Linked DNA regions of Mus musculus: regions 2, 3 and 4 are each linked to region 1. Evidence: chromatin contacts called from public HiChIP or PLAC-seq and promoter capture Hi-C data. All regions are on one chromosome and are shown on one strand. Each heading gives the region's core, a stretch centred on a gene start, on an enhancer-like site or on the middle of the called end of the contact. The rest is flanking DNA. Distances are from core to core; before and after follow the strand shown.

Region 1 (3,107 bases), core at 502-3,001:
AAAGTTGGGGTTTGGGGGGGATATGAGTCACCAATTCATCCATCTGCATGAGAAAAGGGGAGGAACTGTAAAGATAAATGACCTCTGGGCATCTGACACTCCAATGATGTTTTGCAAACTAAAGGAAATTGACACCTGACGGCAGTCCTTGCACAACAGGCTAACCTGCGGGTCACTGCAGAAAAGAGAACGGAGCAAGTCTGCCTTTTGTCAAAAGTCTTGTTCTCAAAACCCAATCTATACAGAGCTCGCTTAAATTCCACTCAGTAACAAGCACACTGTGCATGCTGAGCATCCCTGCGCGTTTCTTTCCTTAAGTTATAGGTAGGACTGGGCATCAGTCACGAGCAGAAGCCTTTTCCACTGAAAAGCACCATTCCGGGAAACTCCACTGCAGTCTTAGAAGCCAGAACTCCTTACACAGAGAGGTGCCTCATGGTCAGGTCACCGGGTTGCCTGTCTTATACACAACCACTGGTCCAGCGAGGTTTCCACTCCACCCCTCCCCCAAGGGTGGCTTTGGCCTTGACCCTGCAAATTCCAGTCTGGGCTAAATTCTTCATCAGCAACTGCTGAGATTTAACAGTGCACCACAAAACTAGAAAACAGGTTTCACCCCACTACTACACCAATGACTGACACATGCTAAAGTGTCCAAAAGCAGACATTTGGGAAGTAACTTTTAACACCTACACTCAACTACTTGGAATGAGTGTGTGTGTGTGTGTGTGTGTGTGTGTGTGTGTGTGTGTGTGTGTGTGTGTGAAATATACACATATATATATAACTTTTTTAAAAACCGGTCAGGAAACAAGCATTCTCCTTTTAAAACACCTCCAAAAGCACCTCTCTCATGGGAGGCCAGCAGGTAAATAACACCAGCGCTTCCTTAAAGCTTTCTAAAGAGCCAGACATGCAGGCTGCGCTGCTCAGCCTTCTCCGGGAAGTAACTCAATCCAGCCTTGGCGGGCGAGGATGGGGTGTCTGCAGGTAGGAGACGGGGAAGAGGCAGTACACCTCAAACTTTGCAGGTGCTCATTTTTAGCTGTTCTGGGCAAGAGCTGAGAAAGGCCTAGCCCACCTGCTCTGAGTCCAGGACCGCTGGCACCCCATTCCCCCAGACCTGCCCTCTCAGGGCACTGCCCTCCCGGTGGCCCCTCACCTTGGCCTCAAAAGAGATGCCGTGCTGGAAGGCGTCCTCGTTGTGCAAAGGGATCCGTAGATCGTGCCCATCGTCCACAAGGTTGTACTTGGTTTTGCTGGGCATGGTGACCCGCGGCGGACCCGCTGCTCCAAGGGGGCGGCGGTGGCGGCGACGAGAAAGAGCTGGCGAGACCCTGTGCAGAGAACAGTGGGGCCGGGCGAGGCGGCGGCGAGGACCCGGGTCGTGAGGTGGGCAGCCTGGGTGCCAGGAGGTGGCAGGGGTGAACCGGGAGCCGAGCCTCCCGAGGGCCGAGCGGCAGGGGCGGCGCGGATGCGGCTGGCGCGAGCAGCTCGGTGGCCGCGCTCTGACTACGGGGAGGCGGCCAGGCGGCCGGGCAGGCGGGAGCGAGCGGCGCGGAGCCCCGGACCGGGACGCCGAGCGAAGGGCGCACGGCCAGAAGCGGGACTAGACCGGGAGTCCGATCCCGAGCTCGGCGCGCACGGCCCGGGACGAGGAAGAAAGGCAGCGGCGGCGGTGGTGGCGGTGGCGGCGGAGCAGGGTGCCTGTCACGGAGACGCCGGATCGGCTGCCAGCCCGCGGCTCCTCCTGCGGGGCGGGCCTGGACCGACTCCTCCCGCGCGCTAGAGCCCCGCCCGCCGCCGCCGGGTCCGCCCCGCGCCCCGCGCCCCGCGCGCGCCCAGCAGGTGAAAGTCCCCGCAGCGCTGAGCCGAGACCCGGGAACTTCGCCCTGGCCAGACCGCAGGAGCGTGGCGATCCAGGCGCAGTCCGCTTAACTAGTAGTGGCGAAACGGCATCGCCTTGCATGTGTGTGTTTGTTTTGGTTTTGTTTGGGGAGCCCGAGAGAAGCGGTGTTAATATTGGGTTTTGTTTTCCCAAGAAGGCCAGAGATCTATCCCAGATACCCTCGGTCTGGACAGCATTAATTCAGAGATCCCCGCTTCTCCTCAGAATCAAGGCGAAAACCAAATAAGAGGGCTGTCTCCAGTGCTTTTTGTCCCTTTGGGTGTGTGGCTTGCATTTGGGGGCTCAGCAGGGTTTCTTTGCGAAGAATTTAAATATATAAAAGTCGTCAGCCTCGTAGAACTGGAGTAGGCTGCACTAGGGACAAGAAATTGCAGAATGTTCTTATGTCATTTATTAAAGTTTTTTAACTGGCTGGTGATAAGAAAGAAAGGAGAAAAGAAATAGGAAGGAAAAGAAAAGAAAAGAAAAGAAAAGAAAAGAAAAGAAAAGAAAAGAAAAGAAAAGAAAAGAAAAGAAAAGAAAAGAAAAGAAAAGAAAAGAAAAGAAAAGAAAAGAAAAGAAAAGAAAAGAAAAGGAAGAAAGAGAACGTTTCCAGAATTCTGTGAGGCTTCTTATTGAAGCAAGAAGGAACGTGCCAAAGCAGGATTTGAGACCTGAGTGTGTAAACCTCATAGATACAGGGTTGTGTAACAGTTTCCTTTGAAATTGAAACATTCTGTCCAGCGTCCAGCAGGGAAGGTCTTTAAACTGGAAGGTAAACAACTCCAAGAAGTTTCAGGAAGTCCCTGAAACTGGCCAGATCCACCAGGCCCCTCCCTGCCAGAGTATAAACAAGAAAATCAGAGAGGCTCAAGTAACTTGAAGCTGAGCTGCAAAAGCAGTCTCTCGGAGGAGATAAACTGCAAAGACTCAGACCAGACCTAGAAGCAGCAGAAACCAGCTAAGCTGCCAGGAAGAGGTTTAGATCAGATCAGAGTCACTTGGAAAGGACACTCTCCAACCTGTTGAGCTGCCTGTGGGCTTCGAAGTGTACTCCAGGTCCCCAGCTTTTGTGCGCTGTCACCAATACTGGTCTGGGCCTTGATGATGCAGCTGTCTTTGAGACATTTCTGGTCCTGTAGGTAGCCTCTCACCCATTGTCCTGTAAGTAACTGCAGTAAAACCCATAACCAAGTGGAACTTTGGTGGTATCCGTACT
Region 2 (3,189 bases), core at 469-2,968, 260 kb after region 1:
TAAACCTTTTAATAATATTTTAGAGAAACATAAAATTGAGCCTGTGTCTCAAATCACATACTAAGGCAATTTTAAATGGATCTGAGGTCATCTTTACCTTATGAAAAACTTGTGTTAACACTCACTTAGAAAATATTCTTTCCTGAATAATTTAAGCATCAGGCATTAGATGGGGCTGCAAGAGCACCCTCCATGCCCGGGGGACTTGTCAGGGTACCAGAAGTGTTGGGAACACATTCACAAGGGGACCCACGGACCTAAGAAGGCAAGGCAAGGAAGGAGAGCCTTCATGTAACATGGCTGAGCCCAACAGAAGCCTAGTGAAAGATCACAGGAGCCATAGACAGCGACTCCTGGTGGCTAAATACGAGACAACACAAACACCAGAATAAATAATCACAGCAATGGTTACAGTCTAAACCCAATGGGAAACAGTAAGTCAACACTAATGTTAACAAGTATCTGGGTGATGGATAGCTTGACAAAGACCCGCACATTCGGGCAGGAGAACAGATTAGCGAGTAAAGGCACTGAGTTCAACCCCCGGAACCCATGTGGTAGAAAGAGTCTGACTTTCACACACTCACTGTGAGCCATCATGAACAACCATACATAAGACACACAAAATAAAAAAGTAAATGTTCATTTTTTTTTTTATTTTTTTATTTTTGGTTTTTCGAGACAGGGTTTCCCTGTATAGCCCTGGCTGTCCTGGAACTCACTTTGTAGACCAGGCTGGCCTCAAACTCAGAAATCTGCCTGCCTCTGCCTCCCGAGTGCTGGGATTAAAGGCGTGCGCCACCACGCCCAGCTTATTATTTTAAGAGCAGTACTTTTCCACGGTTTAAAAGTACCTTCTTCACAAAATACTGGCAACTAGCAAAGGGAGAAAAGAGCAGCTTCTTGGCTGAGAGCCTAGCAGATGCTGTCAGCTGACTGAGGTGAACATCACCAGTAACAGGACCACCTCAAACTGTCATCAAACTGAATCTTATCATCAAAAATAAATGACAAGGTGGAGTGTGGGTGGCCTGCACCTGTAACCTCAGTTCTTGGGAGGTGAAAGCAGGAGAATCAGGAGTTGAAGGCCATTTTCCATTACATAGCAACTTTAAACCAGTTCGAACTAGGTGAGATCCTATCTCAAAAGGCAAAAACAGATCTGGTAGTGGTGACATCCTTACTACTTTAATCCTAGGACTTAGGAGGCAGAGGTGGGTGATCTATATGAGCTGCAAGCCAACCTGGTAAACAGAGCAAGTTCCAAGACAGCCAAACAGCTAAAGCTATACAGAGAAACCCTGTCTCAAAAACCAAGAGAGAGAAAGAGAGAGACAGAGAGACAGAGAGAGAGAGGCTAAAACAAACAAACAAAAGACAGACACAAAACCACTTCTGTGGCATTCCTGCCATAGACACTAAAGCTGACTCCAATCCTGAGGAAACGTCTGGCACTCCAAATGATAAGGTCATTAAAGCACGAAGTCAAGAAGGAAGAATTGTTCCAGAATAAAGAAAATTAAAGCAGAAAGACAACCACATGCAACATAACCTGATGCTTTTGCTGGTCTGAATCTAAGGGGAGCTACATGGGAAATTGCACAATCTAAACCGGGACTGGGTAGTGCGAGTTTTGGTTTCTTTTAACCTCAGTTATGCTACGGAGACATGTTTCTGTTTTAATCCCTGGTGTGGCCTCCTTCAGCTTATCCACAGCAGCAGACTGACTGCCTCGTGCTCCAGCAGGGGCAGGATCTGTGCCCAGTGCAGATAGCTTAATTCTGGGAACTCTTGAGCGAGAGAAAAAAAAAAAAAAGCCAAATGCCAGAGGGGGCTGAGGGAACTCTGAGGGGCAGGGGAACACTAAGGAAGAAGCCTGGCTGTTCGGCTGTACCCCCTGCTGGGTCCTGCTCCTGCTGCTGATGGTTGAGAGGAAAGAGACCAGAAGAAGCTGGACTTCCCGGTAGCGGAAGATTAGACTTGCTTTAGTCAGCAGGAAGTAGTTTAAAGAGACCTAGCCTCCTTTCTCCTCCACCCTTCCTTCTCTACTACCTGGTGATGGGGGGTTGGAAGGAATAAGGGCTGGAAGGGAGAAAGAGGTACATAAAAACCAAATAAAATAGCTAAAACAAATATGCCTACAGGGCTACAGATGAGATTATTGTTATATATCAATGTTTAGTTCCTGGTTTTGGTGGCTGTATTGTTGTTAAAAAAAACATTCTTGTTCATAGGAGGTAGACATTATAGAATTTGGAATTCAGTGGCCAACTGACCCTCAAATGGCTCAGACAAAAATCTCCACAATATATTTGCAAATTTAAGATCATTCCAAATAAAAAGGCAGTGTAAGCAAGAGAACAAGAATAAAAAATTAGCCAGGCGGTGGTAGCGCATGCCTTTAGTCCCAGCACTTGGGAGGCAGAGGTAGGCAGATTTCTGAGTTCAAGGCCAGCCTGGTCTATAGAGTGAGTTCCAAGATAGCCAGGGCTACAGAGAAACCCTGTCTCGAAAAAACAAACAAACAAACAAAACAAAAACAAAAAACAATAAAAAATTAGAGAATGTCTTTCTGAGTGATAAGCTTTTGAGTAACAGGAGGAGGAAGAATAGAAGGAAAGGAGGAAGAGAGGTAAAAGGCAGGAAAAAGGATAAGGACATGGATAAGAGGAAGTGGAGGAAGAGCAGCAGCAACAATAACAGAACTAGTAAGAACAATAATAATAAAATAAATATATGTGCACCTTATATAAATATAAAGAAGAAGAAGAATAACCAGGCTAGGCGTGCTGGTTATTATTTTAATCTCTACACCTAGAAGGCAGAGACAGAAGGATCTCTACAAGTTCAAGGCCAACCTAGTCTCCATAATAAGTTCCAGGCCAGCCAGAGCTACACAGTGAAATCCTGCTGAAAGAAAGAAAGAAAGAAAGAAAGAAAGAAAGAAAGAAAGAAAGAAAGAAAGAAAGAAAGAAAGAAAGAAAGAGAGAGAGAGAGAGAGAGAGAGAGAGAGAGAGAGGGAGGGAGGGAGGGAGGGAGGGAGGGAGGGAGGGAGGGAGGGAGGGAGGGAGGGAGGGAGGGAGGGAGGGAAGGAAGGAAGGAAGGAAGGAAGGAAGGAAGGAAGGAAGGAAGGAAGGAAGGAAGGAAGGAAGGAAGGAAACAACCCAGGCCAGACACAGTGGCACATTC
Region 3 (2,837 bases), core at 191-2,690, 300 kb after region 1:
CTGCACAAACATCATGACCAAGAAGCAAGTTGGGGAGGAAAGGGTTTATTCAGCTTACACTTCCATGCTGCTGTTCATCACCAAGGAAGTCGGGACTGGAACCCAAGCAGGTCAGGAAGCAGGAGCTGATGCAGAGGCCATGGAGGGATGTTCCTTACTGGCTTGCTTTCCCTGGCTTGCTTTCTTATAGAACCCAAGACTACCAGCCCAGGTGGGTGGGACCTTGATCACTAATTGAGAAAATGCCCCACAGCTGGATCTCATGGAGGCACTTCCCCAACTGAAGCTCCTTTCTCTGTGATAACTCCAGCCTGTATCAAGTTGACTCACAAAACCAGTCAGTACAGTTTTCCTTTGGTCCGTGAATGTTTCTCTAAACTTGCCCGTCACGTATAACTTTGATTAAAAATCCTCCAGCATGGTTTCACACTCAAGGTGTGCAGCCCTCTGGACAGAAGCAGGTGGACATCTGTGCTTTTTGAAGCCAGCCTGCTCTACATAGCGAGTTCCAGGCCTGCCAGATCTATACAGTAAGACCCAGTCTCAAAAAACAAAAAGTCACATGTTTTTCCCTTGTTAATCACAGTGGCCTTTAGGGCGAGGAAGTATCACGTATTTTCACCCCAATACATCTGACCTGTATTACATTCGCCGGCTTGAGTGTCTGACTTCTCTTACAAATCTGATAAACTTTAACCTAACCCCCAAAATATAGACAAGCAGATAGAACGATGGACGAATGGACGGATAGATGGATGCACAGACAGACAGACAGTTGCTGCAAGATGAAATCAAACAAAACACTAACCAAGGGCGGGTTTTGGAACCCTCATTGGAACCACACACCCCAAGGGAAGATGAGGAACGAGGGTCTTGGCTCTGACAGCCTGGAACCTCCACTTTTGGGCGCCTCTGCAGAGAGGCGAGACCCGGTGCAAGGCACCGCCCCCCTGCACGTGGCACTCACCAGTGCACCAACACCGCGCGGCCTTCGGAGCGAGCCTGGCCGATGAAGGCCACGCAGCGATCCAGGTGGCTGAGCAGGTCGGTCTCGGGTTTGTCCAGCGCCGGCACGAAGAGGCTCCGGAGACCTTCGAACCCAGCCCCAGCCGGGAAAGCCGGTTCAGAGTCCACCGTCAGCACGGCGGTGATGCCCGCCTCCCTCAGATGGCCCGGTTCCGCCACTGCCGCTGCCCCACCCAGATACAGCCCGGGCCGCACTTCCACGGCGTGCCCTGCCGAGCTGGCGGGACTGGCAGTCGGAGCCTGGCGCTCGCAGCCATGGTTAGAACCCTGCGCTTCCAACATGGCAGAGCCAGGAAGCCAGGCAGCCGCTGCCCGCCACCAAGTCACCGGCTAGAGTGACTGACTCCTGTGTCGGAATAGCTCCAGCCGCTCAGCAGCGCCGTGGGAGGACCATGGCAATAGGGAAAATGACTGCTTCTGGGGAAGGTGATGTGAGCCGTGCTCGGGCTGTGTGCTTAAATAAGCTCCATTTAGAGCAGCTTTTCCACCCAACCTTCTAAAGTCCAAGGCAGAAAAATAAAGTCTCCATTCATCCGTTGCTGGTAGGACCACAAACTTGTACAGTCACTATGGAAATCAGCTTGGAGGTTCCTCAGGAAAATGGGAATCTATCTCAAGATCCAGCAAAGCCACTCTTCCTACCATTTGAGACATTTGCCCAACCATGTTGCCTATTGATGCCTCATAATAGCCAGAAATTGGAAACAACCTAGATGTACAACAGAAGACTGAATAAAGAAAATGTGGTACATTCACACAATAAGGTATTACTCAGCCATTTTAAAAAAAAAAAATAAAATTTGCAGATAAATGGATGAAACTCGGGAAAAAAAAATCATTCTGAGTGAGGTAACCCAGACCCTGAAAGACAAATCTGGTATGTATAAGCTTATATGTGGATATTAGCTGTGATAACTGATGTGTTAAAATAGAGGCTCGAGTCTGAACACAGTACACTGGGCCCAAACAGTTCCACGTGTAAGAATTTTATTGGGGGATGGGAGGGAGGTGGCGGCAGAAAGAGAAGTGAGGGAGGGAGGGAGAGGGAGAGATGGGGGCAGCTCTGGAGTGGGATGTTCTTCTTGAGGCTTTTGGGGTAGAGAGGGAAGAGCTTAGGCGGAGGGTAGGACTTTGTTGAGATATTTAGGGATGCTGTATAATAAAGCGTTTACTTATCTAAGCCTAAGTTACCGTGCTGTTGTAGCTGATCTGCCTTCTGTGATCCTCTGAGGCCAGAAACTACAGTTTCTGGCAACTAGCACCTCTTCTTCAAGCCACAAGAGAGATAGATAGATATGTCTATCTCAGCAGGAACTGCTGGGCTCTAACTTTCAGCCTGCTAGTCCGGTCTCAGGAAGAGAAGACACTTAGATAAATAATTATAGAGTTTATTACCAAGTTGTAAAAAGTTTCCTATGAAAGCTATCTAAGGGGAAAAGCAGAAAGATCCTGAGTGGGTAAAGGGAAAAATTCTCTAAGTGGGGAAAGGGAAAAGAATCTAGTCTAAGTGGGGAAAGGCAAAAAAGTCTCCTCTATTGATCTTAGCTCTCCATTGATCTTAGTTCTCTATGATTCTTTCGTGTCTCTTTGTCCTTGGTACTTATACGTCTTCCAGAATACATGATCACATGTTACAAGTTCATCACAAGTTCACACAAAAAATCAAATCATAAATTGAAATAGAAGTTTACAGCAGAGAATGTTTACATGCATATCCATTAGGAGTGATTATCTAGCTAAACATCGATCACCTGTCTCAGCTCCACAGGTTCACTGAAGGTTTAAATCCATAAGTTATAAAGTGAAGGTTT
Region 4 (3,108 bases), core at 455-2,954, 310 kb before region 1:
CTCAGGAAGATGTGCCCTCTGGTGCAACAGTGGCACCAATGTCATAGAAGTAACCAACCCAACTTCTGATTGGAATTAAGGCTCACTCCACTAGTTGAAATTGTAACATGCCCCTAGAACTTAGTAGGCCCCCAGGATTTAGCACAACTGATGTCATGATGAAAATGTCATCCAGGAACTAAAACTCCTAATACAGGCACTGCTACATGCTGAAACAGTGGTCCTCAACCTTTCTAATACAGTGATCCTTTAATAGAGTTACTTACATGGTGGTAATCCCCAATCATAAAATTATTCCATTGCTACTTCATAACTATAACTTTGCTACTATTATGAATCAGAATGCAAATATCTGATGTATGACCCATGACACACAGGTTAAGAACCACTTGGCCAATACAGAATAAAGACCTAATCCTTTAAAGTCCATAGATCTGGTAAAGTCTCTAAAGGTACTAACCTTGCCTTCTGCACTTTGTATGTCTGCTTCAAGCTAACTGTTCTTTCTAAAGTGTGTTAACTCAGGATGTGGTTTTGTTCTTAAAAAGTCACACCCCCCAAAATGCTCAGGGATACACTGGGATCCCAAACACCCAGTGTATTTTCTGGCTAGGTAACAAATTCTTTCCTTCCTTCCTTCCTTCCTTCCTTCCTTCCTTCCTTCCTTCCTTCCTTCCTTCCTTCCTTCCTTCCTTCCTTCCTTCCTTAACTCCTCCCTCCCTCCCTCCCTCCCACTCCCTCCCTCCCCCCTTGCTTCCTCCCTCCCTCCCTCCCTCCCTCCCTCCCTCCCTCCCTCCCTCCCTCCCTCCCTCCCTCCCTCCCTCCCTCCCTTCTTTCTTTCTTTCTTTCTTTCTTTCTTTCTTTCTTTCTTTCTTTCTTTCTTTCTTTCTTTCTTTCTTTCTTTCTTTTGATTTTTGGTTTTTGGTTTCTTGAGACAGGGTTTCTCTGTGTAGCCCTGGCTGTCCTGGAACTCACTCTGTAGACCAGGCTGGCCTCGAACTCAGAAATCTGCCTGCCTCTGCCTCCCACGTGCTGTGATTAAAGGCATGCACCACCACTGCCTGGCAATACTTTCTATTGGCTTAAACACTTATCCAAGTAGTCTTCTATGATGGATGCACCCAAAAAAAGAGATTCAATCTTGACAGTATTATTGGAGCCAAGAACCCATGGCTAGAGAGGTCCTTGTACTTAGGGGAGAACCTGCTACTATTATTTTGTTAAATGGACATGGTATTAAACCAACTCCTTAATGACTTATCACAATTCTATCCACAGAGCAGGGCATTTCTCAACCTTCATTAGGGAAGCTTACTTTTGAATAGATGGCCATTAATGCAGAGCATGATCAGAAAAAGCCCAAACAGAAATGGATACCTAGTGCAGCAGGGTTAGTGGTTTGGCCCCTAGGAAGCCAGAAGCCAGAAGGGGTGATATTCTGTAACCTGTCCCTAGGGAGCTTGATTTTAGTGCTGCTGCTCCAGCCACAAACAGCACTGACTCAGGTAGAAGGTATACTCACCCACTTGTGTGAGTCATATTTGAGCCACCCACCCCTAGGCTGAAGTATCGTGGTCACTCCATTTCCCTCCCTTCTCATTTCCTGTGTCTTGTAAAACTGAACCCTACAGAGCAACCTCATTTGTTTAGACCACAGTGGAGGAACAGACCTTCCACTCCTCTTCACTTCCCTCTTCACAGCACCTCCTTGGCCTGGGACTGATCTCAGGGTGACAGGGCGGTTTAAACATAACAACCCTCCATGGATCTGCCTTACTACCATGGCTGCCTGACCAAGCGAGAGTGTGAAGCCCTGCTCCTCAAGGGAGGTGTGGATGGCAACTTTCTGATAAGAGACAGCGAGTCTGTGCCAGGAGCCCTGTGCCTCTGTGTCTCGTGAGTATCCTCATCTTCATGCAGGCGAACCCTGATGGCAGCCATATGTTCAGGGAGTTGTATCTCATTCTATTTTGGAATAGGAATGGGCCAGGCACTGCCAGGAGAGGACAGAAGGATGTCCCTGCCCAGCTCTTCTGCCGGCCTTCCTCTCTCAATTGTGCATGCCACATGAGCAGAGTCTGAGACAACAGAAGAGGGTAGACAAGGAAGGAAGGAGAGAAGGTGATGGGGAGAAAGAACGGACATAGCAGCATTTTCTCTGCGTGCCTCTTTATGTGATGTGGAGAAGGTCGGGGGCGGGGGCGGGGGGGGCTTTACTATTGCATGAAAGGTTGGTTGGCTGCATTCACTTGCAGTATTTAAAATGCTAAGATTTCATATGCTTTCAGGTTGATAAAGGGCTTTACCAAACTGCATTTCCTCATTTCTTTTTATCCTTTATTTTGTGCTCTTATGAGACAAGCAGGATCCATTGTCATTTTATAGATGAAGAAATTGAGCAACACCAAACCCTTTATCATGCCTGTTACAGACATGGAGGAAGACTTTATTCAGGGTCCTCTTCACAGGTGTAGAGATTGATGCAATGGTGACTTCAGAGTGTGTGTGTGTGTGTGGGGGGGGAGATTGGCCTTAACTCAGAATACAGTATGAATTCAGTATGGGAAGTATGGGAAACCACTGGTCCCAAGGAATTAGGGTCAGGGAAGTCTCCATGAAGAAAGAGAGAGAAGAGAGGAGGAAGTAAAAGAAAGAGAAAAAGAGAGAAAGAGAGAGAGAATGGGCATGCATGTGCAGAGATAGAGACAGAGAAGAAGAGAGAAAGAGGGGGGGAGAGAGAGGGAGGGGAGAAGAGAGAAAGAGGGGGAGGATAGAGAAGGGAGGAGGAGGGAGAAAGGGAGGAAGAGAGGGAGGGAGAACAAAATGTGTTCATTACATGGGAAGGAGCTTCTTCTGGGGGAGGGGATGCCCAGCCCCGTGGCTGGAAAGTTCTTAGGAAGGGACTGGGGGATGCTGGGAGAACCTGGAGGCCAGGTCTGCTTGATATGTGAAATATACACCTCAGCTGGATTTTCCTGAGTCTGAATCCCAACAGTAACTCTATGAAGTGAGCAGGAAAAGGTCACTAGGAGAATGTTGCTTCTGACTGTCACCGTTCAGAGTACTTCATACTGTCTTGGTAATGATGAACGCATGACTCTGAAATAG

The links. Promoter capture Hi-C pulls out the DNA fragments that hold promoters and counts their contacts. HiChIP or PLAC-seq counts read pairs in DNA pulled down with a chosen protein or histone mark. Capture Hi-C pulls out chosen DNA fragments and counts their contacts.
Region 2: an H3K4me3 HiChIP or PLAC-seq map of bone marrow-derived macrophages shows a contact between it and region 1, with 2.6 times the contacts expected there. The contact joins the enhancer-like site here to the promoter of Nos1ap in region 1. A contact is called at or near these places in 2 of 39 promoter capture datasets (cranial neural crest and second pharyngeal arch cranial neural crest), 4 of 115 datasets of contacts at active chromatin or transcription factors (bone marrow-derived macrophages, embryonic forebrain, forebrain and 1 more) and 1 of 9 other capture datasets (adipose tissue).
Region 3: a promoter capture Hi-C map of liver shows a contact between it and region 1. The contact joins the promoter of Dusp12 here to the promoter of Nos1ap in region 1. A contact is called at or near these places in 3 of 39 promoter capture datasets (the SN4741 cell line, cranial neural crest and neutrophils) and 1 of 9 other capture datasets (liver).
Region 4: a promoter capture Hi-C map of stem cell-derived epiblast-like cells shows a contact between it and region 1, with 5 times the contacts expected there. The contact joins the promoter of Sh2d1b1 here to the promoter of Nos1ap in region 1. A contact is called at or near these places in 19 of 39 promoter capture datasets (the 3T3-L1 cell line, 3T3-L1-derived adipocytes, the C10 cell line and 14 more), 3 of 484 Hi-C or Micro-C datasets (bone marrow-derived macrophages, growing oocytes and neural stem cells), 18 of 115 datasets of contacts at active chromatin or transcription factors (the HPC-7 cell line, SST interneurons, bone marrow-derived macrophages and 12 more) and 4 of 9 other capture datasets (adipose tissue, liver, macrophages and 1 more).

The regions. Positions count from the first base shown.
Region 1 is chr1:170,588,098-170,591,204 of GRCm38.p6, forward strand. Nos1ap (nitric oxide synthase 1 (neuronal) adaptor protein) reads right to left here and starts at 1,752. Exons shown (of 10, transcript NM_001109985.2): 1 at 1,163-1,752. The coding sequence starts at 1,267.
Region 2 is chr1:170,844,218-170,847,406 of GRCm38.p6, forward strand. The region is part of intron 4 of Atf6 (activating transcription factor 6); the gene reads right to left. Among named protein-coding and RNA genes, the nearest start is that of Gm29733, 5.2 kb to the right of the region's middle. Within about 2 kb of position 1,719, at least 100 of the 459 cell types and tissues checked have an H3K27ac peak or open chromatin away from gene starts, as enhancers often do. A contact at or near this core is called in adipose tissue and bone marrow-derived macrophages, where this site is marked.
Region 3 is chr1:170,884,100-170,886,936 of GRCm38.p6, forward strand. It overlaps Dusp12 (dual specificity phosphatase 12), which reads right to left and starts at 1,441. Exons shown (of 6, transcript NM_023173.2): 1 at 968-1,441. The coding sequence starts at 1,308.
Region 4 is chr1:170,275,614-170,278,721 of GRCm38.p6, forward strand. It overlaps Sh2d1b1 (SH2 domain containing 1B1), which reads left to right and starts at 1,705. Exons shown (of 4, transcript NM_012009.5): 1 at 1,705-1,896. The coding sequence starts at 1,763.